2 separate regions of the Capra hircus genome follow, and region 1 is linked to region 2. The links are chromatin contacts, called in public Hi-C maps. All regions are on one chromosome and are shown on one strand. Each heading gives the region's core, a stretch centred on a gene start, on an enhancer-like site or on the middle of the called end of the contact. The rest is flanking DNA. Distances are from core to core; before and after follow the strand shown. Region 1 holds the start of BCL2L11 (bcl-2-like protein 11). Region 2 overlaps LOC102171344 (a long non-coding RNA gene).

Evidence for each region. Hi-C and Micro-C count contacts between places; a contact is called where the count stands out from the background.
Region 1: a contact with region 2 is called in a Hi-C map of blood, with 3 times the contacts expected there. The contact joins the promoter of BCL2L11 here to the enhancer-like site in region 2. A contact is called at or near these places in 2 of 5 Hi-C or Micro-C datasets (both in blood).

Annotation. Positions count from the first base shown.
Region 1 is chr11:1,115,340-1,118,842 of ARS1.2, forward strand. It overlaps BCL2L11 (bcl-2-like protein 11), which reads right to left and starts at 1,864. Exons shown (of 4, transcript XM_018054810.1): 1 at 1,597-1,864.
Region 2 is chr11:758,438-761,852 of ARS1.2, forward strand. All of the region lies in intron 1 of LOC102171344 (a long non-coding RNA gene), which reads left to right. Among named protein-coding and RNA genes, the nearest start is that of TRNAW-CCA, 200 kb to the left of the region's middle. Within about 2 kb of position 1,339, at least 2 of the 5 cell types and tissues checked have an H3K27ac peak or open chromatin away from gene starts, as enhancers often do.

The DNA of each region.
Region 1 (3,503 bases), core at 614-3,113, 360 kb after region 2:
GAGACTCGCGCTCTGAGCTCCCCGCGCAGCGCAGAGCCTGCAAATCGCCGTCCGCCCGCCGCCGCCGCGCTCCGCCGGGCAGCCGAGGGCTCCGCGCGCCTCGCCTGTGGCCCGCGCTGCCCCGGCCGCAGCAGCCGGGAACATCCTCCGCCTCCTCCCGCTCCTCCCCTCGCGCACTGCGCCCGCCGCCGCCGGCACCGCCGACCTCCCCGCGCCGCCGGCGCCGGGTGCCCGCGCTCCCAATTGGCCCTCGCGCGGTCGCTCGGAGCCGCAGCCAATCGGTGGCGGCGGCGGGGGCGGCGCCTGCCAACAGGCCGCCGAAGGCGAGGCGATTGTTGACAAACTCGCCGCCGAACGCGGCTCGGGCCCTGACTGCGGCGGGAGCGGCGGCGGAGGTTTCCGGGGCCTCTGGGACCGGGGCTGCCCAGCCAAACCTGCCCCTCCCCTCCGTCAGTCCTGGCGCCGCGCCCGCCTCTGCAGCTCCCGCCGCCCCCGAGAGCCGGTCACCTGGAGACAAAACAGAACCCGCAGAGCCGGCCCCAGACTCCAGCCCCGGCCGCCGACCCCAGTGCAGGCCCGCTGGGGTGGGCACCCTAAAGGCCACCCTCTCCCCAGCCGAAGCCCCCATCCTCCTCCGACTTCCTCCCTCTTTCTCCCCATGCGCCACGGGACACGCACCAAATGGCCACCGACGCGCACATCCGCGACCACCGACAAGAAATATATCCACACCCCCAGCGCCGGGGTCCAGTGGGCATTCCACTACCTGCGCCAACCCCGAGTAACAGGCCCCCGAGGGCACGGTGCAGCTAGCCAGCCAGCCAGGACTGCGAGTGGATCGAGCGGCGAGTGAGCACACCCGAATCGCTAAGAGGATCGGGCCCCACGGGACCGGGCCGGTCCTACAGCCAGCGGCTCGTCCACCGCGTGCCCCGGCGGTCGGGGGAGGCCCTCTTGTCTCTGGCTGTCTGTGGATCTTGCGTTGGGCATCGTCCGCAGAGCGCCCGCAGACGGGGCAGGACCCCCAAAACGTCCCAGAGAGAGGACGAACGCAGCAGCAGCCCAAAACTTCGGCCTGAATGAGTAAAAAGAAAAGTCGAGTCCCGTCAGTTTAATCACCGTCGCTGTTCCATAAATCCTTCACAACGAGCCTGCGTCCCCAAAAAAAGCCGAGACGCGAAACCGGCTGGTTATCTCGCGGCCGCTACTCAGGACCCGTCGGACCTGGCGGGCGGGCGAGACTTCACGGGCGGGCGGTCAGCCTGGTCCGGCGCGGCTGCCCCCAGCTCCCCAGTCAGCGCGGGGCGCACGCGCTGCCTCCCCCAGCCGGCCCGGAGAGGCTTCACCATCCCGGTGCGCCGCATCCCCGCCCGAGCCGTTAAGTGCTCGCAGCCTCAGTGCGGACGACCCTCCCCTGCCTGCGGCACGAACTCGACCCGCACCGGTGACCGCCTCCCACCCGACAACACGCCGGACGAGGACGCGCGCCTCTAACCGCACGTGCGCGGGAAGCGGGCTGGAGGTGGCGCCGTGCTGGCTCCCGCGGCAATCTTCCATCCGTACCCGGCCTGCTCCCCGGGACTCGAAAGTATTTACCTTGCGTTTCTCAGTTCGTGAATTAGGGTCAGACATTGGGGGGCGAGGGCCAGGGGAACGGCACCGAGGCGGTGGCACCGGCTGCGGCGGCGGCGGCGAGAGCGAGGCTAACCCAAGCAGCCTGAAACGGTGCTGGCCGCAGAGGGCAGGGTGCGCAGGGCGGTTGCGAGAATCCGAGGACCGCGGCGGCGACGGCGAAGTGGGACAGAGCGCTCCTGCAGGACCGAGACCTGGCGGCTGCTTGGAGCGAAGTGAAACCTGCGCGGCTCTGCTGCCCAGCTCAGGCTGGTGGCCCCAGGTCCGGGCCCAATCACCGTGGGCTCCGCCCCCGCTAAGTCCCGCCTGGCGCGCGGGCTGGCAAGCCCCGCCCCCGCTGCGCCGCGGCCGCCCGCGCGTGCAGGCTCGGACAGGTAAAGGAGGGGGCGTCCCCGCCGACTTCCCCGCTGCGCGCGCCGCCGGCCCTGCCCCTGCCGGGCGTGTTTACCCGGGAGACTTGGGCTACGGACTGCTCTGCGCGCCCCCATCCCCCATCCCAAAGTGCACTCTCTCCTCCCCACACCCTCCGCAATTCACTGGTGGCCAAGGCGTGCGAGTGGAACAGAGGGGGCGCTCCGGGCACACTCTGAGCCAGGCCCGGCCTCTGCCGCCCGCGGAAAGCCTCAAGAGGCGCCCCTGAGCCTTGGCTCTGCCTCGGGAGTTTCCCTTCTGAGCTGTCCTGGGGCAGGCGCCGAGACTGGGTGGGTCCTCGGGAACGCGCAGGTCCAAGGGTGAGAGGGGTGTCTCTTTAGTTCTTCTCCCTTCCAGATGAGGGGGCTCCGCGCTGGACCCCCATCTGCCGACTGCGCATCTTCCTCTCTCTCGCCTAACGCGGTACTCAGGCGCCCTCTCTAAAGCCACCCCAAGCTGCATCCAGCTTTTCTACCGCGCCAAATCTCCCCTGGTAAAAGGTAAAGCCTGTAATGGGGAGATAAGAAAAGGACCCAGGGCGATCCCCGGATGCGTTTTTCCGCAGCCCCGCTGCGAGACTGGGAGTGAACGCTGAGCAGGTGAAATAGGGAAATGAAAAAATCTTTAAAGATCCTTTTAAGAAAAAAGGACTGGGAAGAGTCGTGGCCTCCAGATAGGAGATGGGATGGTGCCTCCACTTGGTTGGGTCCTCGAGAATTGTTGGGCTCTCAGAGGACCGTCCAGGAATGGTCCCCTGGCGTGTTAAGGTCAGAGAAGGCAGCGCCGAGAGCCTCGGAGGGCTCGTAGAGAGCAGCAGGGAGAGCGCAATATACCCCTACTCCTCCTCCCTGCGCTTCCCCGTCCCCTTGTCTTTAGAATCCGAAGCCCCACTCCACTCCTTCCCCGGAAGACCAAAGTCTGTGAACGCCGTGGTCCGCACGCCTACGGCCCTTTCAGTACGCATCCTGCATCCCCACCTCCGCCCTTCCCTGGGCTCCCCTAGTTTTGAGACGCCCGCAGCCGGAGTAGTGGAGGGCAAATCGGTTAGGAGATGGAACATCCCGCCGCGGGAGAGATCAGGCTAGATGGATTACAGACTCAATTTAGGGGCCTCCCTAACCCGAACCCCAGATGAATGTCTCGGTGCAGAGAAGCAAATCAGCGAGGAATGATCCCGCCGTCTAGCCACCTTGGTCAGTTTTTATGTTTTATAAGCAAATGCGGAACATTAACAGCACAGCCCCAGGTTTCTCAGCGCATCCTCCCGAGAGTCCTGAGCGAGGTGAAGGAGGCCGAGGGGCTGGAGGACGCGCGCCGGGCTCCACCCCGGGATTTCGCTGCAGGAGGGAAAGGACGCGCGCGGGTGTCCGCAGCTTGGAACTGCCATCAGTGCCTAACAGGTGGCGGCCGCAGGCAAACTCTGCGCCTTAACCTCCTATCGCGGCACTCGGGGAAAAGAG
Region 2 (3,415 bases), core at 89-2,588:
TAAGGCTTTAGGGACCATACTGCACCATCCTATTCAAAGCAGCCCCTGTAGGTGGTGGTGTTAAAAAAGAAATGAACCAGTTGGGCTGCTGGAACCGGCTCTGCATCTGCCTGCCTCCCAGTGAGGCCTCAGCCTTCAAGATCTGTGGGGCCCTCTCAGACTTTTCAGCGGTTTCCTCTTTATTTGCTCTGAACCTGGTTGTAGAATTTTAAGGATGTGAAAGTAAGGCCATTCCTATGGAAAAAAAATTTTTTTTCTTTGCTCCTTATCCTGAGTACATGAGGGTTCTTCATTTCCCCTGAATATTCGTTTGTGTGTGTTCCTGAGAGAGACAGAGTGTGGTGTGTGTGTGTGCGTGTGTGTGTGTTTTAAAGAACCAAGAGCAAACAATTTAATAGGAATGTGCAAACTTTGTTTGTCTTTAAGTCAGCTCCTTGGTCTGTTGCCACTGAAACAAGTTGTTAAGAAAACCTGAATCTTGTTCTCCTTTTCTCAAAAGGGGACTTGAATAATCACGGCAATAGTTAGTTTCAGGATCTGTGATAAGACGAAGGGCAACAGTGAATTCTCCTGAATGTAACCCTCACCTCCCTAGGTCCTCTGCCCTTAGCAATTGCTGGCACTGTGTGAACTGGGGTCTGGGACCCTCCCCTGGGGCAAGCAGAAGCTAGACAGGGGAGGTGTTGAGATGTTCTGGTCTTGGGGGGGACAGTCATCAGCCACAGTGTAATGTCACCTTGCTTCTTCTAACCCTGTACTTGTTTCTCTGCCTCTTGGGGCTTCCCCATACTGTGTGAGGGTTCGCAGAGCCTGGAGTTTTAGACCCTCTAGCCTTTGGATTTGCCCCCACCGTGGTGTCACTGTAGCTGGGGGTGCCAGCAAGACACAGAGATGCAGAGCTGCGGGAGGGGCGCCGAGAGAATCGGGGTGCTAGCGGGAGGCAGGCCAGGCTGTCCTGAGCATGCTCAGGGCCCCAGCCCCTGCCCGGGGGAGCCCCCCCACAGAGGAGCCCCACCATCGCTCGGGCTGTTATCCTCCGCTGCCCGGGGCTCGTTCTAAACTCCCCGGCGCCTGCTCTCACCGTCAGGCTTGGACCGCGGCTGGTGCTGCACCACGCAGACCGTTGCGGGTCCCAGACCTGGCCCTCTGTCTTGCCTGTTTCTGCACTCATTAAGTGAGACTCAGTGCTAAAGACTAGAAGGAAAAGATAGGTATGCCGTCACAGGAACGTGCGCCCGGCAAGGTAAGAGGGGGAAGTGCCAAGTGCCCAGACCCCGCCCCAGGGATCCCAGCCCTGGAGCTCCCAGGCCATTTGAATAAGTGCTTGCTGCTGTGAATGCCAGAAAATGGGAGGGGGAGTGGTAGTGAGTCAGAGGCAGTGAAGCGGGTGAATGTAGAGCCTGTTATACAGAGTGAAGTAAGGCAGAAAGAGAAAAACAAATGTGTATCAACGCATAAATGTGGAATCTAGGAAAGTGGGCGAGAGACACAGATGTAGAGAATGGACTTGTAAATACAGCAGAGAGGGTGGGACAAACGGAGAAAGTGGCATTGACGTATATGTACCATCATCTGCTAAATAGATAGCTGGTAAGAAGTTGCTGTATAGCGCAGGGGGCCCAGCCTGGCACTCTGTGATGACCTAGAGGGGTGGGATGAGGAGGAAGGGGAGAGAGGCTCAAGAGGGAGGTGATATATGTATAGCTGTGGTTGATTCGTGTTGTTGTGTGGCAGAAACCAGTACAACACTGTAGAGCAATTTTCCTCCAATTAAAAAGTAAATTTAATTTTAAAAATGGGAGAGAGGAAATAAATCCCATCTTTCACCCTGAACCTGGTAGGATCTCACCAGTTAGTAATCCCATGAGGTCTTTTCTGGGCTTAGCCCTCTTGGGAGAACTAGAGTGTGTGTGTGTGTGTGTGTGTGTGTGTGTGTGTGTGTGTGTGACATTCTCTTTGGTTCTGGAGAAAGATTCTAGAGGGGCAAATGTCTCCTTGTGGAGTTTGGTGTTTGAAGGACATTTTAGGGCAAAGAAACCTGATTTTGACAGGATTAACCAGTTTCTTGGAGGGCAGTGATCACTGTTCCTGGATACGGTGGTTAGTGGATTTCCCTAAGACATTGAACATTTTATATTGAGTACATAGGCATTCAGCTCTCTTACAGTCATTTTTTTTTAAACTTTTAATTTTCTATTGGGGTATAGCCAATTAACAACGTTGTGATAGATTCAGGTGAACAGCAAAGGAAGTCATATCCATGCCCCCAAACTGCCCTCCTGTCCAGACTGCCAAACAACATTGAGCAGAGTTCCCTCTGCTGTACAGTAGGTTTCATGCTATTTTTAACATTTGATTTTCTGTTCAGAGTCAAGAACTGTATCCACCTAAGTTAGCCCCTGTCAGCAGATAGAATGTCCCAGCAACAAAGTGTCTAAACACGTAGGAGGCCAGACCCCTACAGTGTCTGTGAACAGAAGCAGTTAGAATTCAGTTCAAAAGCAGTCAGGTGAAAATACTCTGCAGGGCCCATCAGGGTGCTTTTGCTTCTTTGGGCTCCTGATTTATTGAGTCTTTTCTTAGATGGCTTGAAGGTTAGAGAGCAGATAAGTAATCCGTATCTGCAGCGCTGAGCATTTTCACTGATCTCAGTCTTACTCACTAGAAAATAATCTACTCACCCACAGACGCCAAGGGTTCTAGAGCAGAACCCCTCTGCCTCCCCACTAGCCAGTTTAGACCTCTTCTCCCCGCTGTGGCTTTCACAGTCAAATGTGAGTTGACTGGCCGTCATTTGTGAGCCAGAGGTATTTTTGAAGCACTCGTTCCCTCTCTGTCACGATATTTGGTAGTGGAGGGACGTGTGTGGCATGAAATATCTACCCCAGAGTCCTGTGAGGGTCAGCGCTCCCTCCAGATTCTGGCATCCAGACATGCAAGTTTGGGCACGATCACCCCTCAAATGCAACCTGGTGGAACAACCAGTTTGTAAGGGCCCTGTTATGAAATTGCAGGACTTTCCCTGACGATGCTGTTTGAGTCATTTTCGAACATCGGCACCCTGAGTCTGATCAGCCTATTTATATTTTTGACATTTTGTATTTTAGGAGGGATTGAAAATGAATTTGATCAGTTTCACTTTGACATCTCCTGAAGGTCATTTTACCAGCTTTAGGCCGAAGTCGATAAAGCTTTCGTTTTAAATATTGGTATTTTCTTTTCGTGAAGTGTGTGGTCTGGTGACTTGATGATTTCAAAAACCTACGGTGTGATAAAGCTTGGTCTGGTGGGGCCAGGTGGCTAACTTGGCTCATCGATTGTCCGGACTTCGCACCGAGCAGTGTACCACCAGCAATTAGATTTTGTCCAAAAAAGGAAACAGTGGAGGACTTTGATGGTGTAATTCTAGATTTTG